Linked DNA regions of Hordeum vulgare: region 2 is linked to region 1. Evidence: chromatin contacts called from public Hi-C data. All regions are on one chromosome and are shown on one strand. The core of a region is the stretch at or near the end of the contact, and the rest is flanking DNA. Distances in the headings are between cores, read along the strand shown.

Region 1 (3,471 bases), core at 322-2,821:
TACCGTGACCAAGCACATGGTCCAGCAGCTGAAACAGAAAGGGCAAAAGTTCAAATCATGGATGTTCGAGAACCCGTCCTGTGTATAACCGCATCGAGTCTAGGAGTATAGAAGTACCTTGGCGATCGGATATGCAACAGGGAAACATATCCAAACAAGAACTCGGACTAACGGAGCAACTGAGGCACCGATAGCCAGCCCATACCGTGAGCAGATTGACTGTGGTAAGATCTGTTTACACCAAACCATTAGTATATCACACCATGCAGCTGAGCATGACAAGTAAAAGTTTTAACAACTCACCTCGCCGAACAGCAGGATCAATGTCACAGAGATCAAAACAGCACCCCAGGCAGTCACCAAGCTATCAAGGAAGATTGGCAATGCCTGGTATGCATCAAGAAGCATGTTACCAGCTACTTGAGTTACATAGAGGGGGTGGCTTGAAAATCAAGAAGAGTACCTCCATGGCTGCAGCATTGCAGATCAGAAGAGTGCATAGCAGAAGGTGCTGGTTTTTCACGACAGGCAATATCTTAGCTGCAAAAGGAACATTACTATTAGCACCTAAGAGATGGCATTAGATGTTACTAATTTGCAACTGAAACATGCGCCTCATAAAACAAGGTTGTAGCGGGCGTGCTTTGCATTTGAATCAACTAAAGAAATGGCCTAGAATTCATCATCAGCCTCCAATTGCACCAGGGTTCAGTAATCACCCGCGTAACCGACAAAAAACACACACAAGATTATAAGAAGGAGACCAGGGTATTATTTGTCTAACTTGTACTGACAGACGCCATCTCACATAATTTCCCATCTTCCCACCTTGTACCGTGCCAGTGCTACGACGGTACGACCTCTCACTTTCCGAAAGAACAAGCCAGCGCACCGAGTGTGGCGCGTCACTGTCTCTATCGACTTGAACAGGACGCAGGCAAAGTAACGAGGTCACCAAGCCTCCCGATGAACAGCACGAATTCATCGAAGAAGACAAGAAAGAAAGAAAGAAAGAAAAGGAAAGGGAAGCACTCCTACAAGTTCATCCCCGACTCCCCCCTGAGCGATCGATCCCTTAGTAGCAGTTCCGAACAATCCTCTAGTACGTAGGGTCCGAACACGGATCCCCGTGGACGGGAAATCGGAGCGAATCGCCGGCTCCTCGCAGCAGCAGCGCGGCCCCGACATTCGCCGTCCGGTTTTGAATTTTTGATTCCTCGGCGGGGCGAACGCCCGGAGGCTGTTCGGCGAAATGGCGAGCCGGCCCGGGCAGCGGAACTGAAATAGCGGTAGTACCAAATCGGGCAGGGGCGGTGGGGGGCAGAGCGGGCGAAGGAATGGGGGGCGGCACCTGCGTGCTTGCGGTCCTTGTCGGTGCCGGACTTGGCGAGGACCTCGAGGTCGACGAGGCTGAGGGACATGAGGCCGAGGGTGAGCCCGGACATGAGCCCCGCGAAGAGCACCAGCACCGCGATGATGGCGATGTGCTCGAAGAAGGCCGCCCCGCAGCACCGGTACTCCACCGCCATCCTCCTCGCCGCCGCCGACGAGCTCCCTCCCTCCCTCCCTTCCTTCCCCCGCCACGCCGCGTCCTCGAAGTTACTGAGCTCTGTTTTTTCTCTCCCTTTTTTTTCCGGGGAGCCGTTCCGCTGTTTGGACTCGGACTCGGCGTGTGATGTGTGAAGAAGAAGAGCAGTGAGGCGACGCGACGGTTGGGCGGGCCCAGCGGCAGCGAGCGGGACGGGAGTGTGCCTGCGGAAATTGCTGGAAGCACCGCTCCGTGGACCAGTTTGTTTATTACGGGCTGTCGACGTGCGCCGCCGCTGCTTCCGTGGGACGCGTCCATGGACGACTTGCCCAACTCATTCCATGCTTCCAACCATGATAGCTTTTTTTTCCTTTGAAAAAAGACATTGTATATATTCATTATTTCATCTATTTCTAAGTATAAATATATGTGTTTTTAGAGATTTAACTAAAAGACTACATATGAACATATGAATATATCTATATTCATCCGTATGTAGTTTTCTAATAAAACTTTAAAAACACTTATATTTATGAACCGAAGGAGTATCTGCCAAAAAGTATGAAATGCGACAAATAAATACAGTAACTAAATCTTCCAAGTTTAAGATTATTTCTCTCCACCAGGGCATTATCATCGCTTGTGCCGCAAGCAGAAAAGGACGAATCCACCTTCCAAGTTTGAACCATGGTCGAAGGTCGTAGACTTATGCAAACCTATCTATTAGTAGTATCTAGAACTGTTCTGCTTCATAAAATTTAGTTCCGCTTCATTAAATTCATTTTAGGACAGTTTTATATAGAAGTTGTAACTTAGTGTTTGTCTTTTATCTAGCTCCGGCTTTAAGAATGAAAAAATTAGTAAAAATGATATATTTAATTGGATAAGTTGAAAAAACGAAGGGTGTCCATTTACTGTTGACGGTGGTGGATGATTTTCTTCCAACTTCAGCTTTTACATTTTTTAAAGCATCTTCTAAAGAACTTAAAAAAAACACGAAGTTATATCTTAGATTTTATTTTTTATGAACGACATGTCGTGAAACTATTTCATTTGGTTTGTGTTTTCTAACGCGAAGCTGAATTTAAAAAATCAAAGTAGTTCCAAACATTAAGGCAGGTAGGCATGCTTAGGCTAGCAGATTTGGTCTACTTCCTATATTTCCAAACTTGTTACAAGAGTCACAAATTTGATCTACTCCACTTTTATATTGTCAAACTTGCTACCCGAGCCACCGAAAGCAAAAGCAAAGACATCGGCAACCACGAGAACGACGGAAGTACGCATAGTAGTAGTAGTATAATGTGGAAAGGATGATAAAAGAAGAATGTGTGATGTGCTGCACATGTGACAAAAACGTATGCTGGCCTAATGGACCGGCTCCACGACGGTGGTGCATCGCTTGCATGCCGGGCGCGTGTGCGTGACTCGAGGCATGGCACACCCGCGCACGTCGGCCGTTGCGAGACGACGTGGTGGATCTACCCTTCGTGGCCGGTGCTCGGCATCTGATGCCACACCTACGACCTACGAGGCCGCATGGCTGCACCGCGCTAGTAGCATCGTCGGCTGTTTAAAAACAGTCGGATGGTTTCTTGGTTCGTCAGCCGCGTCGCGTGCTGTCTGATCGGAGGCAATCGTGTGACGCCGAGAGCGCTCGGAGGCAATCGTGTGGCACGCAGCATCATAATGGTACAAATACGCTCAAAGTAATATGTTCAAAAAACAGAAATCTTCATATGAAGCACATAGCAAGCACTAAACAGGAATTCTAACGCTATTTTTCTTGAACTGGTCGTGGATGTTGTTGGATTTGGTACTAGCGAGGTTGCTTTGGACATAGCAATGTTTAGAGTACAGTCCGGGGCCATTGAAGCATCCCATCAGAATACCTGCGGAGCAGACGGGTTGTCATTATATCATCGAATCAGACATGCCATCGC
Region 2 (3,471 bases), core at 522-3,021, 220 kb before region 1:
TCACTAGCTTTTGATTTCTTACAGCCACCCTGTGAGACAGCGGATGATAATGGGCCAGCAGCAGGTGCCTCTTTCGCATTCTTCCTTGTTTGGTTTTCCACAGGCTTTCTTGAACGATGGCGGTTCCTATTGATGTGCCGCTCACAATACTTGTGCTCGGCCATCGCCTCCTTCGAGCACCGCCATTTTTTGCCGTCGGTTCGACGGCATCTTCCAGGTTCCGGGTCAGAATCTGCATTGGTGAACCCTTGATAGGCGGGCCTCCAAGTCACTGCATTACAGGGAAGCATGTCAGGCTCTGCTTGCATTTATAGTTTCATATCCAAGTACTTAGTAGATGGTATTAAGGTTGTGCTCCATACATATGTTAACTTGTTTGGTGACTAAATCCAAATAGATAACTGAGACATCATACATGCAGCACTCTTGCAATGTTCACTGATATATTCATATCTGCAACTCCACTGGCATACATGTACATATGCTGACCTGTTACCTAAGACAGCTATATGAAGCATCCAATGACATGTATGTACTGATATTTTCGATCTACAAATTTCTGTCCATGGAGATAATGTGAAAACGAAATAAATATGTAGGGCTTTGCTGGCATGCCTTTATATATCACGTGCAGGACAGTACTTTTTCTCACATTCCTATCCAGACAGTTCTTTTACCACATCAGTGTATATATAGAAATATTACCTCGATCAAGGAATGAGATGCGAGGAGTAGATGTTTTGGCAGGATGCTTACTTCTGTCGGAGGAGGATCTGAAGCTCTTGCTGATGGAGATGAGCAGGCTGGAAGGTATGGGGGTCTTTGCATTGAGATACTTGTATATGAGGGCCTGGTGCTCCAGCTCCATCCACTGTGAAGGAGTGAAGGGCATCTTGCTCCTGGCCAGCAGCAGCCTCTGCTCATTTGACCTCCCAAAATCCATACCTAGATACAAAAAAAAAGAACCATCCAGTATGAGCAAATGCTCAAAGAAGCAGCAGCAGCCTTATCTTGAATGAAAATATCCATGCCTGGTTATTTATTTCCTACTTATTATTGCAGGCGCCGAGTCAAGACAAAAGTGTAAAAAAAAAGCAGTGGTAAAAAGAAGCGATGGAATGGAGCAGCCTTGGCTGAGCAGCAGTAGTAAAAAGGCCAGCGAATGGGTAGATTTATTTACATGTGAGCAAATCCCCATGGCCATAGCTACCTGCTTTTGACCCTTTTATTTTTTTATTTTTGAGCAGGGGAACAGTCGGACGCCAGAGCACTGCCCATCTATCATGGCTCGCAGAGATGGATGCAGAGAGCGGATCGAGCCAAGATGACAGATGCGAAAGACGCGGGACGAGGGAGTCCAAGAAAGACCTGTTGATGGCGGAGGAGCGGCGGCGGCCTTGGAGAAGCTGAGCATCTTCTGCTGGTCGAGGAAGGGGGAGGGGTAGGGGTAGGGGCCGGCGGTGGCCTGTGCGAAGCCGCCGGATCTCTGGGCGTCCTTGGGGGCCGGCGGCGTGAAGCCCAGCACCTGCCCGAGCTCCATGGCGGCGGCGGAGAGCTCACGAAGCGTCCGGGAAGGAGGGGGCGGCGGGCATTGCTGCCGGAGCTGGAGCTGGAGCTGGAGGCAGTGTGTGTGTGTGTGTGGTTGGAGTGGGGTGAGGCAGAGGCAGGGAGTGTGTGTGTGGGTGTTTGGGGGACTGGACTGGAGTAGGGGTGGTGGGCCTTAAATAGCAATGGCCTGTCTTTTCACTGGGCCCTTTTGCTTTGGATTTGCTTTTGCCCTCGTTTTGGGTTCCTCCTTTGTTTATTTATTTACTGTTGGTGTTTTTTTTGGTGAGTGAGTGAGGCTCGATGATGCTTTTGGTGGCCGGTGACAGTGAGTGATGAGTGGTGGTAATGGCCTCTTTGGTGGGGGCATGCGTGCGGCGGTAGTGTACGTGCGATGGTGATCCATGTTGATGGCCCCCGGCTCTTGTCTCTGTGGCTTGGCTTGGAAGTACAGTTTCTTCTTCGCAAGCATTTTGTGTCTGTGTGTGTGCACTTTCAAAAAAATAAATAAATTATGTGTGTGTGAAAAAATGATGGTATCCGGTTCCCGGTGACCCCCGCGTCGCCCTCCTCTTGCGACTCGGGGGGGGGGGGGATCCTCGATCCGCCGCCGTCCCACTTCCTCCCTCCCCTCGTCGTCACATGAGGGGTTCACCCCGCGAAGCCCGGAAGGAAGTGGGGATGGCGGCGGCGGGGCGTTTTCCTGGTCTGCGGCGGCTCCCGGAGGCATAACCTCGGACGTTGGTTGATGGCTGGATCTCTAGCTGGTTATAGCTGAGGCCGGTGGTGGATGTGCAGTGTTGGGGCTAGGGGCCGCGTCTCCTCTCGTATGGGCGTAACGAAGGTTGCGTGCGGGAGAGCTAGATCTGGCATGTTCCAAGCCGATGGCGGGTTCGGCACATGTGGCTCCAGAGGGGCCTCCTCGTTGGGCCAGCCGTGTCCCAGGCGGGGGCTTTGCGTGGCCTCGGACGGGGAGGCAACAACCGGTTGCAAGCGGGCGGGCCAGATCTCGTCACGTCCTGGCTGCATTGGGTGCCTGGGTCGCCTTAGGAGCGGCTGGAGGTGCGGGTGCAAGACGTGTTGGAGTGTAGCAACATGTGATGGTGTGTGGTCTATTGGTGGTGGTGCGACGTTGGGCGTAGATTCTCTGAAAGAAAGTATTGTTCAATGCAGGTGATGGCAACATTTGCGAATGTCGTTTTCCTTCTGGAAGGCATCGTCGACGAGATTTGTCACCCTTTTGTCATTTCGGATCCATTCTTCGGGTGAAAACCAAGATCCGCGTCGTCGGATTGGCAATGAGGCAGCCTTACTTCGTTGGAAGCATTGTTTTGGAGAGATTCTTGATCGACGCATCCCGGTTGGTAGTGGTGGCGTAGTCTGCGTTGCCATGTCCATTCGTGGCTTGCCGTTGTACGGTGGTGGTGGGAAGCAGAAGCTCGATGACATGCGGGAGCATTGGACAAGTCGACAAACCTGGTTGACGAAGGTGCTGTGTTGTTTTGTTCCAGCGAAGTCAAAGTCGACGGGTCGTGTGTGGAACAGGTGATGTACGATGCCAATATAGTGGGGCTACGGTGTGCTCTAGTCTTTCATGTTTAGTTTTCCCGACATCCTGGTCTGTCTTGCGATGTTGTAAACCTAGTATAGCGAGGTGTGGTTGCATTTTGTGTAGGTTTTCATCCAGTTTTCCTTCAACAAACCCAACCGTTTCCTTCAATAATGCTCTCTTGCTATTTAAAAAAAAATGATAGTGATACTACTACTTGTTTCAATATATATATATATATATATATATATATATATATATATATATATATATATATATACTTTTGAGAAAGTATCGTTCTATTTTCTGTTAGCTATATCAGAGCCCGGACGCTTCAAATCCGTCTCAAACATCCGGACGGACAGCCCGGTTACTGT

The links. Hi-C and Micro-C count contacts between places; a contact is called where the count stands out from the background.
Region 2: a contact with region 1 is called in a Hi-C map of leaf, with 6 times the contacts expected there. The contact joins the promoter of LOC123447055 here to the promoter of LOC123447052 in region 1. A contact is called at or near these places in 4 of 6 Hi-C or Micro-C datasets (leaf, seedling and an unstated tissue) and 1 of 1 datasets of contacts at active chromatin or transcription factors (embryo).

Annotation. Positions count from the first base shown.
Region 1 is chr4H:7,461,673-7,465,143 of MorexV3_pseudomolecules_assembly, reverse strand. LOC123447052 (DUF21 domain-containing protein At2g14520) reads right to left here and starts at 1,571. Exons shown (of 11, transcript XM_045123614.1): 1 at 1,352-1,571; 2 at 464-540; 3 at 304-387; 4 at 118-231; 5 at 1-28. The coding sequence starts at 1,529.
Region 2 is chr4H:7,679,239-7,682,709 of MorexV3_pseudomolecules_assembly, reverse strand. It overlaps LOC123447055 (growth-regulating factor 9-like), which reads right to left and starts at 1,771. Exons shown (of 4, transcript XM_045123618.1): 1 at 1,369-1,771; 2 at 757-945; 3 at 1-271. The coding sequence starts at 1,540.